2 separate regions of the Rattus norvegicus genome follow, and region 2 is linked to region 1. The links are chromatin contacts, called in public Hi-C maps. All regions are on one chromosome and are shown on one strand. Each heading gives the region's core, a stretch centred on a gene start, on an enhancer-like site or on the middle of the called end of the contact. The rest is flanking DNA. Distances are from core to core; before and after follow the strand shown.

Region 1 (2,894 bases), core at 279-2,778:
CACAGAGGCTTTCATTCCAGACTGAGTCATACTGGCCTAGGGACTTTGTAGAAATCACTGCCTTCTCTAATCTTCGTTTCCTTTCCAAAATGGGCACAAAAGGGCTGTCCCGAGGACTAATTCAAAGGGAAGTGCACACTTATGTCCCAGCCCTGCAGAAGCATGACAGACTCAAGTCATTTAGCAATGACATTTGAAAATGTTACACGCTGATTAAAGGCTCTTGTTTTGAATTTTGAGATCATCTCCCCTGTAGGCATCATAAGAAATGAAAGTGCTTTCTCAAGAAAATGAGCCATGTCCAGCCTCTAAGGATCTGGTCCTGTGGTGTGCAAGGCGGAAGTGGGGAGACCGCCCATTGCATGTTCTCTCAAAGCTGGTGAGAAGTCAGGTGATCCGAAGATTCTGCAGACTGTCAACGGGCCAAATTAACAGCCTTGGGCTTTGTCTCAAGTACCATAAATTGAGTGTGGAGGCACCAGTCCATGAGTAAGTACAGCCTGTAAGCAGTCAAAAGGGAGGCAATAAAAACTTATATTAAAGATTATTCAAGGCTTCTCTTCATGGCTCATATAGGACTCGGATTTTTTTCCACTTTTCTTTTTATAAATTCCATAGATCAAAAATCTTTCTTCTATAAATTTCCTCTCTTAAGCACAAAACTCGGTCATGTTTACAGAGACCAGGTCAATATGTCAGAGGCCACAGCAGGAACACAAAAGCTGACATCAGTTCTATTGCCAGGGTCAAAATGTGCAACAGATCAAGCTACTCAAACCAATCACCCTTGTCACTGACCTAAGCACCTATACACGAACTGACCTAGGAAGATGGGTCCTGTGACACATTCCCTCTACAGGCTCACCAGACTCCAGCATCAAAGGTGGCTAGCCTCACCAAGTCCTGTGTCCCCAGGGCAACAAAGTATTCAAATCTCTAAGGCAGAACTTACAAATTGGGCTCAAGGAAGTCAACACCCTAGTTGTTCTGGCCTGACTTTTGAAGCTTTTTCATGGCAGGAACCAAGAGGGGAGCGCCACCTGGTGGAGAGGCTGTTCGGCGGTGGCAGTAGGGCACACATCCCAACATCCCTTCTCAAACTTACTTGGATCCAAACAACCCATTGTGAAAGAATAATTCTCAACATTCTTTTGGTGCTTAAACAACAACAAAAATTTAAGAGCCCAATGTCGCACCGTTATTTTAAAAATAACGCATACGTTTTGATTTATGTTTCTCTCTCCCTTAGCATTGGAGATACTGAAATGAGCAGCTTTGGACTTTGAGGTCCCGAGTAGTAAGGAGTTAGAGACGGATATGAAGCTGAGTAAGTATTGTGATCTCAAACATACAGCAACAAGAACAAAAATGTTGGCGGTTTAGAGAGAAAGGCTGGGTTCCACAAAACAGCTATTACCACCATGTAGCAAGGTCCCTGGAGTCTCTGACACCAAATACAGAGAGCCTCCACAGGCTCCTTATGAGTTCCATCTAGAGCCACACTGTGGCCACGTTGACAAAGCCAGTTCTGGAAGGGCCCTCTGCTCTCCTTGGCTGGGCTGGCCTGGGTGTGGACACATGGCTTTTCCTCTTACTTCATCTGAGACAGATTGGAATTTTCCAATAGGAATGTTTACCGGGCAACTCGGGGGACAACAAGAGCACGGAACGAAGCACAGGATTACATAAGGACCTGCTTGATGAACAAAGGTGACGGAAACTCCAGCACAGACTTGCTAGGCACGAAGAGGCTGGTGTGTGCACCGGGGGTACAAGGTCAGGTCGCAGTTGAACCCACATGATGCAGTAGATTAGAGAGCACAGCAGACTGTCCTCGAAACTCTTTCCTGGATTCTGTCCTGGGATGGACTCATAAACTTCGTGTCTCTCGCTTACATGACTGCCTTCCTGCCTGGCCCTGAAACCAGACTGTCTTACAGTTGTGGATGGTGTTGCGGTTGTGTTTAAGGCCAATGGATGTCGACATCTGAACTTAAGGATTTTTGGCACAATCGGTCTTCTGATGTCCTGTTTAAATGTTATCTTAAGAGAAAAAATAAAATGCCTTTCCTTATGTAGTGTTATTTAGGTCTAAGATAGGTAGTCTGGCCAATGGAGACCGTGACAGAAGAGTGCTGAATTCCAGAAGTTAGCCCTTGTGTAGCTACCCCGTGAAGATACAGAGCAGTGCTGTGGCGACTCTGCCTGCCACGCAGGGAGTGAGCATCGGCAAGCTATCAGCAGGACTCCTCGGGGTACTTCGGGAACTGGGTTTGAATCCTTCCTCCTGCCATGTTCTAGGCTGTTCTAGCTGCACTTTCTTTGGGCAAGGCTCTGCCCAGCTGAGGATCTGAGCGTGCTGGTGTTTCTGTAGCCAGGCACCTTGTGACAGCTTCTAATAACAGAGGCTTCTTTCTCTCACTTCTGGAGAATGGAGTCGGAGAACAGCAGCAGTGATCTGCATCTTTGAATTGAGAAAAGGGGCCAGAGAGAACCCTTTGGGGCCCCACCCTCATGATCTGCATATTCCGTAAGGCTCCACCTCCTAGATACCACCTTAATGCCTTCAGTTTATGAATGGTGAGCTGAGGCATCCTTACCCATTTAGACATACAGATTGTAATAGAAGATATAAGATGAATTGTTTACAGTGCCTGGCACATAAGTTCACAATAAACGGTGGTAAGTTTTGCTGCTGTTACTTCCTTGCACCTAATACAGAGACAGTGGCCAAATTGAAATTCATGCCTCATCGTGGTCCTTTGAGGGGGACACTGTACTTTATCCTGAAACAGACCTGGGAAAGGGTAAATTATAGAGGCCCAGTGCTACCACATTCCCAAGATGTCTATGAGTTGTCAAAGTCCTTTTATATTACTTTTCTTGAGGTAAAA
Region 2 (2,894 bases), core at 251-2,750, 86 kb before region 1:
ACTGTGGGATTCCCTGACCTCGTGGACTCACCAGATGGCTGCAGCTGCAGGTATGACCCCGGTCAAGGCCATCAGAAGACTTCCAACAGTTCTCAGTCTACTTTGCTGAATCATGGAATCTGGGGCAAAGGGAAAACTATTTTAAGCTATTATGTTGCAGGATGACTTGTTATGTAGCAGTACACCATTAAGACATAAGACCATGGCGGTATGACTAAAGCCTGTAATTTCAGCAATTTAGAGATAAAGGCAAGAGATGTTCAAGTTCAAGGCCAGTAAGGCAGAGAGAGAGAGAGAGGGAGAGAGAGAGAGAGAGAGAGAGAGAGAGAGAGAGAGAGAGAGAGAGAGAAGAAGAAGAAGAAGAAGAAGGAGGAGGAGGAGGAGGAGGAGGAGGAGGAGGAAGAGGAGGAAGAAGAAAAAGGAAGGAAGGAAGGAAGGGAGGGGGAGGGAGGGAGAGAAGGAGGGATAGAGGGAGGGAGGAAGGGGAAGACAGACAGAGAGACAGACAGAGACACACAGAGAAAGAGACAGAGAGAGAAGAAAGAAAACAGAAAATGATATACTGTCCCAGCAATCTTCTGTCCCTAAAATTCAGGGACAGGTGACACACTGCCATACATGATTTTATTTGCTCTCCCATTTCCTGACTCTGGGGATGTTGTAGACACAGGGGCAGCCATGGAGAGAGTTATCACCTGCATTGTTACCTCAGTTCCCCAGTTTCCCCGCAAAGAGACTCAGAGTATTTACACAGACAGGGATGTAAAAACTTGGGGTTGTGATTTCTCACGAAAAAGTGTGACTCTCAGGTTTGCCAGGCGTCAGGGCTCTAAAATCTTCAGCAATGGTATGCAAGCAAATTTTGAGACACAGATTCTTACTTAGCGTCATGGGTCAACTGAGATTCTACCCTTTGTGGATGCTCAGGCAAGCCTATATTGAGCATCCAAACTCGTCATTCGGAATAGGGATGGTCAAGAGACTCTGCCGGAAGTCTGGTCCAGCAAGCCCAGCTTCCGGAAATCAGCCTCAGCTGGGCTGCAGGTTAGAACTGCCTGTGAAGCATCTCAGAATGCTGGTGGTTTGGTGCCACCACAGGGGGCAGCCTGTGATGATAGTACAGGTTTCCTTGGTGATTCCTGCTGTGAATTCTGCAGTCTGCATTTGCTCCCAATTAAGGTTCTAACCACTGGGTGAAGTTGGGGCAACCTGGGAAGCTGCAGTGACCAAGGCATATGGTTTGAGGAAAAGCAGGGGAGGCCAGGGGTCTAGGCATAGAAGTGTGGCCACCCTTCCAGGTCTCTGAACGGTACTGAGCTGCTCTTGGCCCCACTTCTTCATGTATAAATTGAACCTTTCAGCTACCTCTGTCAGAGGCATGCAGCTCTGGCTAAGGGACCAGTGAAAGGAGCTATTATTCATAAGCAAAACATTGGGCTGTGTGACCTTAGGGCAAGTTGAGAGCTTTGATAACTGGGATTCATGTTTTTGCCAGAAACCCAGATTGGCAGATGTCCCTTCTGGGAATGCTCAATAGGACTCTTGCACCATCTAAAATGGTTTAATATTAGTGTCACTTTCTTCTGTCCCTACTGCAAGGCTCCATTTTAAAGATCCTAACTGTAAAATTCTAAATATTTTTAGAATTTAATATCCATCTCAGAAAACACTTTGGGCTTTGAGGCAAAAGAACCTTGTTTGAAACAAGTATTATTTTAAACTTCTTTTATTCTGTAACAGGGTGTGTGGAATCACATCGCACCCATAAATTCAGGGAGGCTGTGGGTGGTTTATTTATTTGCTCATATTAAACAGACAACTTCGTAAGTAATCCTTGTAAGGCTTGGCTTTGTTCTACTGCTCATGGAATATGCAATGGAGGCAAGACAAACAATTTCAGCCCTGGGGAATTGCAGACGGTAGTCTGGGCATTTTGGGTTTTGTTTTTGTCAGGACAGGAGAGGACACTGTGGCCGGTGTCTGCTGGGTGGCAGAGACAGTACAAGGGAGAGACTGAGTTGAGCAGTTGAATATTACAACAAATACCCAAGATGATCAACTTGAAGAGAAAGGCCTGTATTTCAGCTGGCAGTCTATGGTTGGTTGGCCTGTTGTTTGGTGAGGAAGCAGGTCATGGCAGGCTACATGGAGAGAAACAAAGCCATTTATATCACGGCCAAGAAATGAGCAAGAGACAGGGCTGGAGTGCTATGTCTCCTTCAAGGACATGCCTCTCCACCAAGGACTGAAAAGTGGAAAGTGAATAGCAGCCCTGTCTCTACCTGACCTTGATTTGCAGCAGGCCAAGAACCACCAGGGAAACTCACAAGGGAGCAGGTGTCCCTGGTTTGCCGTACCTTGGGCACTGGGCCTAAGACTTCATTTATAACCAGACCCCACTCAGTCCACCCTCGGACAGCATCAGAGCACTAATACTGCTTAAAGTTGCACTGCGTTGAGGTGGCCAGCACTGACTGCTATCCCGGGGCTGGCATGTGCCCTCTCCTATGTATGTGTGCTCTGTACCATAGAGCACACAGACACATACAGACTCACTCTCACCCTTGCATCCATGTGCGGTGTGAAGCTCGTCCTCTTTGCTCACAGAGACATTAACCAGAAAACAAATAAAAATAGCTCCTCACTACACAAATCAGGAAGAATAGAGCTTGCTTGTGGACAAATTTACGTAGTGCCAGCCCATGCCCACCTCTGCTGGACAAACATGGGCATACATGTTCCCACAAAATCACCCCTCATTGTCCTGGTCACGCTAAGACTGTTGGCAAGTCCACATCTGCAGATGGAAATTACATCTCCCATTGGCCTGTAAACAGCCTTAGACCTGCTCTCTATGGTCATTAATATTTTGTGAATAGTTTGATGGTTACTTT

Evidence for each region. Hi-C and Micro-C count contacts between places; a contact is called where the count stands out from the background.
Region 2: a Hi-C map of liver shows a contact between it and region 1, with 4 times the contacts expected there. The contact joins two enhancer-like sites. A contact is called at or near these places in 2 of 12 Hi-C or Micro-C datasets (hepatocytes and liver).

The regions. Positions count from the first base shown.
Region 1 is chr17:30,328,000-30,330,893 of GRCr8, reverse strand. No RefSeq gene overlaps it. Among named protein-coding and RNA genes, the nearest start is that of Fam50b, 65 kb to the left of the region's middle. Within about 2 kb of position 1,528, at least 8 of the 93 cell types and tissues checked have an H3K27ac peak or open chromatin away from gene starts, as enhancers often do. A contact at or near this core is called in liver, where this site is marked.
Region 2 is chr17:30,414,302-30,417,195 of GRCr8, reverse strand. No RefSeq gene overlaps it. Among named protein-coding and RNA genes, the nearest start is that of Fam50b, 22 kb to the right of the region's middle. Within about 2 kb of position 1,500, at least 5 of the 93 cell types and tissues checked have an H3K27ac peak or open chromatin away from gene starts, as enhancers often do. A contact at or near this core is called in liver, where this site is marked.